Regions from separate parts of the Nomascus leucogenys genome. Here region 2 is linked to region 1. A link is a contact called in public Hi-C data. All regions are on one chromosome and are shown on one strand. The core of a region is the stretch at or near the end of the contact, and the rest is flanking DNA. Distances in the headings are between cores, read along the strand shown.

Evidence for each region. A called contact is a pair of places that touch in the nucleus more often than the background predicts.
Region 2: a Hi-C map of a lymphoblastoid cell line shows a contact between it and region 1, with 5 times the contacts expected there. The contact joins the enhancer-like site here to the promoter of DDX27 in region 1. A contact is called at or near these places in 4 of 4 Hi-C or Micro-C datasets (a lymphoblastoid cell line and an unstated tissue).

The regions. Positions count from the first base shown.
Region 1 is chr13:14,879,401-14,886,314 of Asia_NLE_v1, reverse strand. DDX27 (probable ATP-dependent RNA helicase DDX27) reads left to right here and starts at 3,557. Exons shown (of 21, transcript XM_030826704.1): 1 at 3,557-3,803; 2 at 6,862-6,914. The coding sequence starts at 3,711.
Region 2 is chr13:14,954,183-14,961,096 of Asia_NLE_v1, reverse strand. The region is part of intron 3 of STAU1 (double-stranded RNA-binding protein Staufen homolog 1); the gene reads right to left. Among named protein-coding and RNA genes, the nearest start is that of STAU1, 50 kb to the right of the region's middle. Within about 2 kb of position 3,391, the one cell type or tissue checked has an H3K27ac peak away from gene starts, as active enhancers do. A contact at or near this core is called in a lymphoblastoid cell line, where this site is marked.

The DNA of each region.
Region 1 (6,914 bases), core at 2,308-4,807:
CTGTCACCCAGGCTGGAGTGCAGTGGCGCGATCTCGGCTCACTGCAACCTCCGCCTCGCCTCCCAGGTTCAAGAGATTCTCCTGTCTCAGCCTCCCAAGTAGCTGGGATTACAGGCATGCACCACCACATCCAGCTAATTTTTGTATTTTTAGTAGAGATGGGGTTTCACCATGTTGGCCAGCCTGGTCTCAAACTCCTGACCTCAGGTGATCCATTCGCCTCGGCCTTCCAAAGTGCTGGGATTACAGGCGTGAGCCACCGCACCCGGCCTCAGCTAATTTTTTTGTATTTCTTGTAGAGATGGATTTCACCATGTTTCCCAGGCTTGTCTCGAACTGCTGGGCTGAAGCGATTCTCCCTCCTTGGTCTCCAAAAATGCTGAGATTACAAGCATGAGGCAACGTGCCTGGGCTTAAGTTCCACCTCTTGAAGGGAGAATGTAAAATAATCTGCAGACATATTATAATACGTCTTGCATAATATGTCTTATATAATATGTCTTGCATAATAGGGCCAGGTGCGGTGGCTCACACCTGTAATCCCAGCAGTTTGAGAGGCTGAGACAGGAGGATCACCTGAGGTCAGGAGTTCAAGACCAGCCTGGCCAACATGGCAAAACCACATTTCCACTAAAAATACAAAAATTAGCCGGGCGTAGTGGTGGGCGCCTGTAGTCTCAGCTACTTGGGAGACTGAAGCAGGAGAATCACTTGAACCCAGGAGGCAGAGGTTGCAGTCAGCGGGGATTGCACCACTGTGCTCCAGCCTGGGCAACAGAGTGAGACTCTGTCTCAAAAAATTAAAATAAAATAAAACTAAGTAGTTTAGAGAAAGGACCCTATGTGGAAGGAGCTCAGATCTCCAAAGAGATAGTGCTGACGTCTCTGAGCCCAGAGGTTCCCATGAGGCTGGGACCCAAACCTTGGTGAATGAGGCGCTGCTCAGCTGTTGCTGGTTCTCTGGCTGGGTACAGAAAAGCTGGTTCTGTGAGTGTTAAAAAGAAAAACAAACAACCCCACCCCCCCCGCCCCCGCCCCGCGCTGCCAAATGGAATGAATTGCTGCTTCCAGGGAGAAGTGCTGCTGGAGTGACACAGGAATGCGAAATAGAACAAGACCAAGTTCCCGCTTCCTCCTCCAGCGCTCTGTTCTCTCACACGCGCCCCCTGCTGGCAGATCCTAACAAGGAACTTGATGGCAAAGTACAAACATGGTTCCCAGAGTCCCATCCCAGGTACATGAGCCAGGTATAGAAGGGTTAGTTTGAAGCTGACAGTACCGTATAACGGGCACAGCTGATTAATTTGAAAACTATTAGATGAAACTACACAAAGAACCAAGAACAAAAACTTGTGTTCCCCAATACCATTTTGCATCCTTTGTATCCAGAGTTTTTCTTTAGCTGTTGTATATCCTTCCTAACAGTGTCCTTACTTTATATATAACTAGGAAGTTACCCAAGGCCACACAGTAAGGAGCAGAAGCAGGATTTGAATCAAGGCTGTGTGCCTCCAAAGCCTATCCTTTTTTTTTTTCCTTTTAAAATATATATATGTATTTTTTTTGTTTGTTTGTTTTAGGCCAGGCACAGTGGCTCATGCCTGTAATCCCAGCTACTCGGGAGGCCGAGGCAGGAGAGTCGCTTGAACCCAGGAGGTGGAGGCTGCAGTGAGCCGAGATCGCGCCACTGCACTCTCACCTGGGCGACAGAGTGAGACTCTGTCTCAAAAAAAATAAAAAAAATAAAATAAAATAAAATATATATATTTTTGAGACGGAGTTTCATTCGCTCTTGTTGCCCAGGTTGGAGTGCAATGGTGTGATCTCAGCTCACCGCAACTTCCGCCTCCTGGGTTCAAGCGATTCTCCTGCCTCAGCCTCCCGAGTAGCTGGGATTACAGGCACACACCACCATGCCCGGCTAATTTTTTATATTTTTAGTTCAGACGGAGTTTCACCATGTTGGTCAGGCTGGTCTTAAACTCCTGACCTCAGGTGATCCACCTGCCTCGGCCTCCCAAAGTGCTGGGATTACAGGCGAGAGTCACCACACCCAGCTGGCAATATTTTTTTTTTTTTTTGAGACGGAGTCTCCCTCTGTCGCCCAGGCTGGAGTGCAGTGGCGCAATCTCGGCTCACTGCAAGCTCTGCCTCCCGGGTTCCAGCCATTCTCCTGCCTCAGCCTCCCCAGCAGCTGGGACTACAGGCGCCCGCCACCACGCCCAGCTAATTTTTTGTATTTTTAGTAGAGACGGGGTTTCACCATATTGGCCAGGATGGTCTCGATCTCCTGACCTTGTGATCCACTCGCCTCGGCCTCCCAAAGTGCTGGGATTACAGGCGTGAGCCACCGCGCCCAGGCCATTCTTTATTTTTTGAAATAAAGGGTCTCGCTCTGTCACCCAGGTTGGAGGGCAGTGGCGCGATCATAGGTCACTGCAGCCTTGACCTGGGCTCAGGGGATGCTCCTGCTTCAGCCTCCTGAGATGCTGGGACTACAGGCGTGTGCCACCATGCCCAACCATGCTCTCTGTGTTGCCAGGCTGGAGTGCAGTGGCACGATCTTGGCTCACGGCAACTTCCAACTCCCTGGTTAAAGCGATTCTCCTGCCTCAGCCTCCCAAGTAGCTGGGATTACGTGCCACCACGCCCAGCTAGTTTTTGTATTTTTAGTAGAGACGGGGTTTCACCCTATTGGCCAATATGGTCTCGATCTCCTGACCTCGTGATCCGCCCGCCTGGGCCTCCCAAAGTGTTGGGATTACAGGCGTAAGCTACCACGCCCAGCCAAAACGTTTTAAATTAAAAAACAAAAAACAAAAACCATATATATATATATGAGATACGGTCTTGCCATGTTTCCCAGGGTTGTCTGGAACTCCTGAGCACAAGCGGTGCACCCACTTGGCCTCCCAAAGTGCTGTGACTAAAGGTGTGAGCCACCTTGCCTGGTCTTGATTTTTATTTTCTTCTGAGATTTTTTTCCCCTACAATAAACATTAATTTTAATTAAAAAGTTTCGGGGCTGGGCGCAGTGGCTCACACCTGTAATCCCAGCAGTTTGAGAGGCCGAGGCAGGGGGATTGCTTGAGCCCAGGAGTTCGACACCAGCCTGGGCAACATGGTAAAACTCCGCCGGGCGTGGTGGTGGCGCCTGTACCTCCAGTTACTCAGAAGGCTGAGGCGGGAGGATCGCTTGAGCCCGGTAAGTCGGGGTTGCAGTGAGCCATGATCTCCACTGCGCTCCAGCCTGGGCGACAGAGCCAAACCCTGCCTCAAAAACAAAACAAAACAAAACAAAAGACAAAAAATTACTTAGAATTTTACCACCCAGAAACAAAACAATCACAGCTAACTGCTTATTGTATTTTCTCCCACAGCTTTTTTGTATATAAATATACACATCTAGAGTTTATAAATGCAACTCTTTAGACTCTCTCACCCTTGCACCCTCCTCAAATACTCCCACCGTTTTGAGGCCGGAGACAATGGAATTTGCTTACCAAAGGCCCCGCCCCTTGATGTCGTCACACGAAACCCCGCCCCACATTGCCGCATGCGCACTCTTAAGAGGTCGAACAGGGAGAGAGGAAGGGGCTCTGGAACGGAAGTGACGCACGGTACTTGCGCAAAGACGACGAGGAGGTTGCGAAAAGTTAAGGGCCGGACCGCACGCTGTGCTCGCTTCCGGAAGTGGCTTCTGCGACAACATGCTAGCGGACCTCGGCTTAATCGGGACCATAGGCGAGGATGACGAGGTGCCAGTGGAGCCTGAGTCTGACTCCGGGGACGAAGAAGAGGAGGTATTAGCACGGTTCTGGTCTTTGGGTTTCCTTGGCTGCTTCATTTCCTTGCCTGCTTCCTTTCCTTGCGATTCCTCAGGTCCCTGTCCCCGAATCCTCATCATCCCCTGCCAGCCCCGGAAGTTTCCCGAAAAGGATCTCACCGGGACCCCAAGATCTTCCTCAGTTTCCCCGCCACTAGGTTTTCTCTACGTCCGCCTGCTTCTTTGGCCGTGTCGTTCCCTGTCTCCTTGCTGAACTCAGTATCCATTCACTGAACTGATATTTAACCACGCCCTGTGTAAGAGACAGCAGGTCTCTCTCTTACACCTTGTAAGAGGTGAAGTCAGTCCTGGTTCCTGCTCAAGGAGCCATGGTTAGCTGTACTTTCATATGTTCACCGAGCCAGTGTTTATTGAATACTTACATGTGCTAGACTTAGTGTTAAGCGTTGGGGACGTAGCAGTGAACAAGGTGAGTGCCACTCTCCTGAAGCGCATGGTGGTGTGGGGGCTTGCAGACATTAAGCAGTATGGCAATTAAAGAGGGATTGGTGTTCTGAAAAGGATGCTTGCCCTTCAAACATTCAGCCCAGATGTTGTCCCCTCTGCACTCTCATCCGTCCGCTTGATAGGTTTATTCAGATGTCCCATGGCCTGTACAAATTCAACTCCTCCAAAGCTGAACTTGTGTTCACTCTCATCCTGTTCCCTTCTCAAGCCAGAAACCTTAGTTATTCTTAACAGTTTTTTCTTCCTCACTGCCGCCAGTGCTCTGCAAGCTAGCTCATGAATCTCTCTTAAGCTTCTCCCGCCTCTCTCCATTCACACAGTACCCACCCTAGCTCCGGCTACTGCTGTCTCATGCCTGCGCACCAGCACACCTGCAGTCCAAACATACTTCATCTTCATCTCTTTATCTTAAGCACTTCCAGTGTATTCTTCGCTTAGCAGCAGAGGGATCTCTTTGTGATACAGTCACGTTAGAGACCTCCCTTGCTTAAAACTCTCCAGCCTGCTGGTAGAGACCCCCGGGCCTGTCCACCCTGCAAAGACTCCTCAGGCAGCGTCTGGGTCCCGCACACTGCCCCCATTTCCCCGATGTCCCCTGTGGGCGCGGGCGGCCGCCCAGGCCTGCTGGCTGCGGCCCCATCTCTGACAGGCCTTGGCTCAGCCCGCTCCGTGGGAGGTCATGGGCCAGTCCCGGAGGAGCCAGGCCCCTGCACAGGCACACAGTGCCCGGTCACACCCATGATGCGGGGCTGGCCTCCAACCCTGCGGACCGCTCCGGGCACCAACTCAGTGTTTAGTGTTTGTCTGTGTTTGTTTTTCAAGAAATGATTCAAATTGCTAAAAACAAAACAAAAAAACCTCTCCAGCCTGCTTTCGCTTGGCTTTCAAGGTCCTCACGATCTTGTCCTTCCCATCTTGACTTTCATCTCACAGCTCTCCTTCATGACCAACACTCCAGTCTCATTCACTTCATTTTTTTTTGAGACAGAGTCTTGCTGGGTCGCCCAGGGTGGAGTGCAGTGTCGTGATCTCGGCTCACTGCAGCCTCCAACTCCCGGGTTCAGGCAATCCTCCTGCCTCAGCCTCCCTAGTAGCTGGGACTACAGGCATGCGCCACCACTTCCGGCTAATTTTTTGTATTTTTAGTAGAGACGGGGTTTCACCATGTTGGCTAAGCTGGCCTCAAACTCCTGACCTCAGCTGATCCACCCGTGTCCGCCTCCTAAGGTGCTGGGATAACAGGCGTGAGCCACCCTGCCCAGCCCAATACATTGTTATTAACTGTAGTCACCATGCTGTACATTGGATCCCCAGAACTTGTACATTGCAAAACTGAAGAGTGTATACCGTGTGACCAACATCTCTCCATTTCCACCACACTCCAGCCGTTGGCAACCGCCATTCTACTCTCTGTTTCTATGGATTTCACTTTTTTTGATTCCGTATGCATTCTGTAATGAGAAATGCAGTGTTCTGTATACATTCATTGGGATGAAGCTTTTTAATTGTGCTGTTCAAATTTTCTACAGACTTACTCATTTTTGGTCTGCTTGATCTATCAGTTGCTGAGAGAGGTGTGACCCTCATTTCCTTATTCTTTTCTATTTTTTTTTCTTGAGTCCGTGTCTCGCCCTGTCACCCAGCCTGGGGTGCAGTGGCGCAATCTCGGCTCACCACAACCTCTGCCTCCTGGGTTCAAGCAATTCTCCTGCCTCAGCCTCCTGAGTAGCTGGGATTACAGGCATGCGCTACCACACCCAGCTAATTATTTTGTATTTCTTTTTTTTTTTTTTTTTTTGAGACGGAGTCTCACTCTGTCTCCCAGGCTGGAGTGCAGTGGCGCAATCTCGGCTCACTGCAAGCTCCGCCTCCCGGGTTCACGCCATTCTCCTGCCTCAGCCTCTCCGAGTAGCTGGGACTACAGGCGCCCGCCACCACGCCCGGCTAATTTTTTTGTATTTTTAGTAGAGACGGGGTTTCACCGACCGTGGTCTCGATCTCCTGACCTCGTGATCCGCCCGCCTCGGCCTCCCAAAGTGCTGGGATTACAAGCGTGAGCCACCACGCCCGGCCTTGTATTTCTTTTTTTTTTTTTGAGATGGAGTTTCACTCTGTTGCCCAGGCAGGAGTGCAATGATGTGGTCTTGGTTCACTGCACCCTCCGCCTCCCATGTTCAAGCAATTCTTCTGCCTCAGCCTCTCAAGTAGCTGGGACTATAGGCGCGTGCCACCACACCCGACTAATTTTTGTATTTTTAGTAGAGATGGGGTTTCACTATATTGGCCAGGCTGGTCTTGAACTCCTGACCTCGTGATCCGCCCACCTTGGCCTCCCAAAGTGCTGGGATTACAGGTGTGAGCCACCACGCCCGTCTTTTTTGTGTTTTTAGTACAGACTGCATTTCATCATGTTGGTCAGGCTGGTCTTGAACTCCTGACCTCGTCCGCATGTCTTGGCCTCCTAAAGTGCTGGGATTACAGGTGTGAGCCACTCTGCCTGGCCCCTTCTTGCTTTCTATCATTCTTTATCTCACCCCCAAAGTCACTCTGTCTCTTACTCTTCCCAGGGGCCCATTGTGCTGGGCAGACGACAAAAAGCCTTGCGGAAGAATCGCAGTGC
Region 2 (6,914 bases), core at 2,142-4,641, 75 kb before region 1:
CTATCTCTATAATTAAAAATAAAGAAATAAATAAGGATGCGATGAAACACGTTACAAAACTGCCATGTATCTCATACTCAACTGCTGTTGGCAAAAAAACACAAGGCGCAAACTAATAAAGTCTCCTCAACAAAGGCAGAGATTCCATCTTTGGAACAAGGTTCACTTAAGAGTCTTCCAATCAGGGATGAGATTAAAGAGGAGCAAGGATCTTCTGCATGCTGATAACATGGATTTTATACTGTGCTGTAGTGATAATAAGAGGAACTAGATAAGCTCAAAGCTTATCTAGTTCCTCTTTAGTCCCCCAAAACATGGCAAAACAGCTGTTTTTTTTTTCACATTATTGCTTATTTTGTCAAAGAATTTATAAAGTCCTGCTTCTAAGATTAGAACTATCTGAACAGGAACCCATGGCTGAAACTGCTAAATAGGCAACGTATAGGACTATCCAAGATTTTATCTGTTGTGCATTTCCTTATGTTTATCAGGTATATTCCGCCTACACTCAACTTTTTTTTTTTTTTTTTTTTTGAGATGGAGTTTTGCTCTTGTGTCGCCCAGGCTGGAGTGCAATGGCGTGATCTTGGATCACTGCAACCTCCGCCTCCTGGGTTCAAGCGATTCTCCTGCCTCAGCCTCCCAAGTAGGTGGGATTACAGGCACCCACCACCACACCTGGCTAATTTTTTTTTTTTTTGTATTTTTAGCAGAGATGGGGTTTCACCATCTTGGCCAGGCTATTCTCGAACTCCTGACTTCAGGTGATCCGCCCACCTTGGCCTCCTGAAGTGCTGGGATTACAGACATGAGCCACCGCGTCTGGCCACTGAATATTAAAAGCTGTAATGGGCTGGGCATGGTGGCTAGTGCCTGTGATCCCAAAACTTTTTAAGGACAAGGTGGGCGGATTGCTTATGCCCAGTTCGAGACCAGCCTGGGCAACATGGCAAACCCCCATCTTTATAAAAAAATACAAATATTAGCAGGTGTGGTGTCGCACACCTGTGGTCCCAGCTACTCGGGAGGCTGAGGAGGGAGGATCACCTGAGCCTAGGGTGTTGAGGCTGAGGTGAGCTATGATCACGCCACTGCATTCTAGCCTCAATGACAGTGTGAGACTGTGTCACACCCACCAAAAAAAAGCTATAATTAAAATAAAACAAACTCTAGATTAAAAAAATATATACATAACCAAGGGTATAATCCTGGACAAACAAATTTATTCCAGACGCTTTTTGTAATTCCTTCTATCCTTCCATAATCTTTTCTTTCCAATCTGGTTTCAGTGTATCTCACCTTAGTCAAAACTATTTTCATAGCACTTGTGGTGGTTTGTTAACCTACACATACTTTTTTTTTTTTTTTTTGAGACAGGGTCTCACTCTGTTGCCCAGTCTGAAGTATGGTGGTACAAACATAGCTCACTGCAGCTTCAAACTCCTGACCTCAAGCAATATTCCCATCTCACCCTCCTGAGTAGCTGGGACTACTGGCATAGGCACCACTCCCAGCTCTTTTTTTTTAATGTTTTGTAAAGATGGGGTCTTGCTATGTTGTCCAGGCTAGTCTTGAACTGGGCTCTTGAACTGGGCTCAAGCAACCCTCCCACCTCAACCTCCCAAAGTGTTGGTATTTATAGGTGTGAGCCACCATACCCAGTCCACACTTGTATTTTTGTTTAAATCCTAAGCAGAAAAAGGGTCTACTTTTTCATGAGTGAATCCTTAAAACTGGCAATTTGCAAGCAAGTGCTTTAAAGGCTGGGGTTCTACAGAGATTTGGCTTGAAATTTACAGGTTGGTGCAAAAGTAATTACCAATCTAATAGTTAAATAGATATTAAACTTAAAAAAATAATAATACTGTAAGCTTGTTCAACAAATGGTGCTAGGAAAACTAGATATCCACATGCAACATAATAAGGCAGGACCTTTACCCCACACCACTAAAAACTCAAAATGGATCAAATACTTAAACATAAGAACTAAAACAGTAAAGCTCCTAGATGAAAACATAGGGGAAAAGTGTCATGACACTATTTGGTGATGATTTCTTACATATGACATGAAAACCACTAATTAATATTAGACTTCATCAAAATTTAAAATATTCATGCATCAAAGGACACTATCAAGAGAGTGAAGAAAACCCACAGAATGGGATTTGCAAATCATTTATCTCATAAGGGATTAATATCCAGAATATATAAAGAACTACAACTCAACAATAAAACAACCCAATTAGAAAATGGGCAAAGGACTTACATAGGCATTTCTCTAAAGAAATATAAATAGCTGGCTGGGCACAGTGGCTCATGCCCGTAATTGCAGCACTTTGGGAGGCTGAAGCAGGTGGATCACCTGAGGTCAGAGGTTCGAGACCAGCCTGGCCAACATGTGAAACACCATCTCTACTAAAAATACAAAAAACTAGCCGGGTGTGGTAGCAGACGCCTGTAATCCCAGCTACTTGGGAGGCTAAGGCAGGAGAATCGCTTGAACCCAGGAGGCAGAGATTGCAGTGAGCTGAGATTATGCCATTGCACTCCAGCTTGGGCAACAAGAGTGAAACTCTGTTTCAAAAAAAAAAAAAAAAAAAAAAAAAAAAAAAAAAAAAAAAAAAACCACAGTAAGATACCACTCACACCCATAAGGATGGCTGCTATCAAAAGAAATGGAAATAACAAGTTTTTGGATATGGAGAAATGAGAAGCTTCCAGTCACTTATGAAAATGTAAAATGTTTGTACCAGATTTGGATTTTATTAAAAATAAAATAGAAAATGGGCAGGGCGTGCGGTGGCTCACACCTATAATCCCAGCACTTTGGGAGGCCGAGACAGGCAGATCACCTGAGGTCAGGAGTTCGAGACCAGCCTGGCCAACACGGTGAAACCCCATCTCTACTAAAAATACAAAAATTAACTGAGCGTGGTGACGTGCACCTGTAGTCCCAGCTACAGTAGGCTGAGGCAGGAGAATCGCTTGAACCCCGGAGGCGGAGGTTGCAGTGAGCCAAGATCACACCACTGCATTCCAGTCCAGTGAGACTCCGTCTCAAAAAAAAAAAAAAAAGTAAGTTAATTTAATAGAAAATGTAAAATGGTACAGTTGCTACGGAAAACAGTTTGGTAGTTCCTCAAAAAATTAAACATATAATTATTATATGATCCAGGAATTCCACTTCTTCTAGATATACATTCAAAAGACCTGAAAGTAGCAACTTGAACACATTTTTATACACCAGGGTTCATAGCAGCATTCACAATAGCCAAAAGGTAAAAACAACCCAAATGTCCACCAACAAATGACTGGAAAAACAAATATTCACTATTCATACCATAAAACATTCACCATTAAAAAAGAAATGAAATTCTGAAACATGCTATAACAGAGATGAACCTTGAAAACATTACAGTAAGTAACATAAGTGAGACATAAAAAAACAAATATCCATTTTTATGAAGTGCCTAGACTAGGCAAATGCATAGAAACAGAAAGTAAAGTAGAGGTTACCCGGGGCTGCAAGCAAGGGAGTGAGGAGTAACTCTTGAATGAGTCCAGAATTTCTATTTGGAATGATGGAAAGGTTCTGAAAATGAGTGGTAGTAATAGTTGTGCAAAACCAAGAATGTATTTTAATGCCACCGGTGCACTTAAAAATGTTTAATAATTTTAGATGTATATTTTGCCTGAATTTTTTAAAAAGCAGCAACAAAAATGTTTCACACCAAAGATTAAGATACTAGAAATCATCAACACAGTAACTTTTGCTAACCCCAGATTAACTCATTTCTGTGCACAACAGAATAAATCTTGACAGCTGTTTCCCTGAAGAGCATCCAGAGTTTTTAATAGATGATCTGTTTAAAAAAAAAAAAAAAAAAAAAAAAAAGGTCCACATGCTAAGAACTGTGCCAATGAGAATGCTCTCTTTATGTGCAGCCAGAACACAATTTGGAAATAAACTAGGTGCTCAGACTGTCATAAGACTTTGAATGCCACGTACATGCCCCAATTTTCAATGTTTTGTTCATTCTATCAGCCCAATTAGGTTTACCTTTTTATTTACAACCTATTTCAAACATACAGAAAAGTACAGATAATAACATAACAGGCAATTTCCTGGATTTATCCAACGTCAACAGTTAAGTACTACTGACATCGGACTGTTTTTTTCTGTTTTAAGAAAAACAATGAGCCACACACAGTGGCTCACGCCTGTAGTCCCAACACTTCTGGAGGCTGCGATGGATGGTTTGAAGCCAGGAGTTCAAGATCAGCCTAGGCAACAAAGTGAGACCTTAATCTCTACAGAAAAATTTAAAACTTACCCAGGTGCAGTGGAGTGTGCCTATAGTCCCAGCTACTGGGGTGGCTGAGGCAAAAAGATCACTTGATTGATTGCCCAGGAGTTTAAGGCTGCAGTGAGCTATGATCCTGCCACTGCACTCCAGCCTGGGTGGCAGAGCAAGACTCCACCTCTTAAAAAACAAGGCAACGGGCCGGGCAAGGTGGCTCATGCCTGTAATCCCAGCACTCCAGAAGGCCAAGGCAGGTGGATCACTTGAGGTCAGGAGTTTGAGACCAGCCTGGCCAATATGACAAAACCCCGTCTCTACTAAAAATACAGAAAGTAGCCAGGTGAGACTCTGTCTCAAAAAAAAGGGGCAATGAAGTCCATCTCACTATCATTCCCAGGGCAGTTAATCACTATCCTAAAGGGGACCGTATCTTTACCAGCCATGTTTTTAAATGAATATAATTTTGTGTTTTGAAAACTCATATACCTCATTCGCAGAAATTGCCTTTATCATTATTATAAATCCAAACTTACACATTTATACTAATAACTATAATCCCAGCGCTTTGGGAGGCCAAGGTGGGAGGGTCACTTGAGCCCAGGAGTCTGAGACCAGCCTGGGCAACATAATAAGACCTCATCTCAACAACAACAACAACAACAAATATTTATTTTTTATTTTGTTTTTGAGACGAAGTCTCGCTCTGTTGCCCAGACGGGAGTGCAGTGGTGCAATCTCGGCTCACTGCAACCTCCACCTCCTGGGTTCCAGTGATTCTCCCATCTCAGCCTCCCAAGCAGCTGGGACTACAGGCACAAGCCACCATGCTTGGCTAATTTTTTGTATTTTTAGTAGAGATGGGGTTTCATCATGTTGGCCAGGCTGGTCTCGAACTCCTGACCTCAGGTGATCCACCCACCTAGGCCTCCCAAAGTGCTGGAATTACACGCATGAGCCACCATGCCCAGCCAAAAAAAAAATTTTTTTAACAACAATTTATACTAACAAAATGCTCCTTTTCTATTTTATACACATGTATCAAGGTTCCACATAAGACTGATAGAAAACAATGGGTCTACTGCTCTGTTCTACACCCTAAGCCAGTGGTTCTCAACCAAAGCAGCACTACAATCACTCGGGAGCTTCACAAGTTCAGATTCTGGAGCCCGCTCCAGACAATTGAACTCAAATTTTTGAGGGCATGGCCTGGATAGCAGTTTTATTTATAGTATTTGTTTATTTTTTAAATAAGTCCCCAGGTGACTGGAGTTGCGATTCACTGTTCTAAGCCATTGCTTCCAGAGGAGTATCATTAGGAACAAAGCAACTAGTAAAATAAAAATGCAAAAAAAATTTTGAAAATGAAATTATATTGCTCTTTTACATAATTTTTTTTTTTTTTTGAGACAGGGCCTCAGCTCTGCCCCTCCAGCTGCAGTGCAATGGCATAATCAGAGCTCACTGCGGCCTTGATCTCCCAGGCTCAAGCAATTCTCCTGCCTCAGCCTCCTCATTAGCTGAGACTACAGGTACATGCCACCATTGTTTTTTTTTGTTTGTTTTTTTGTTTTTTTTTTTTCAAATATTTTTGGTAGAGATGCGGTCTCTCCATCTTGTCCAGGATGGTCTCAAACTCCTGGGCTCAAGTGATCCTCCCACCTCAGCCTCCCAAAGTGCTGGAATTATAGGAGTGAGCCACCATGCCTGGCTCATTAAAAATTTCCTATTATCCAGACTGACAAAATGTTCCAAGTAGGGAGGCAGCAAATGGTTCAAAACTAATCCACAAAAACCATTCCCAGTAAAATGACGACGCTTTAGTGGGCACTTAGTCTTATCTTCACAACGTAGGAATTACTGTTAACACTGATTCCATAGTGTATAGTTTAGCAGTAAAATCTAGGCAACATTAAGAAAGAGGCCAGGTGTGATAGCTCATCCCTATAATCTCTGCACTTTGAGAGGCCACAGTGGGCGGATCACTTGAGCCCAGTTCAAAACCAGCCTGGGCAACATGGCAAAACCCGCATCTCTACAAAAAATACAAAAACTCGCCAGGTGTGGTGGCGCATGCCTGTAGTCCCAGCTACAAGGGAGGCTGAGATGGGAAGATCACTTGAGGCCAAGAGGTCAAGGCTGCAGTGAGCCACTGCACTCCAGCTAGGGTGAGAGAGGAAGATCCTATTTCAAAACAAAACAAAACAACAGAAAAGAAAGAAATGCTCTGAACCACACTTAACCCTCACAGTGTGCTAGGAAAATTAGCCATCACCATTTATTATCTGGCTCCAACAGACTCTTTTATTTTTCTATATCTAAAGTCATTTTACAAATAATTTACCAAATAAAAGGATGACAAAAGTCATTTTATTAGACATTTTAATAAGAACTTAAACACAGCAAGCCCAGCTTCTTATCCCAATGTTTCTAATTTGGAAGGCATATATACCTGAAAAAATGCAAGGTCCTCTATATGCAACTAACTGCTCATCACCTGATGCACCTGCAGCTGGGGCACAGCCCACCTGTAGCGATGTCAGATTCCAAGTCCATCTGCAACAGGTTCTAACTTATCAGGACTTCAGATTCTTCATGTACGGGCACTGTCAA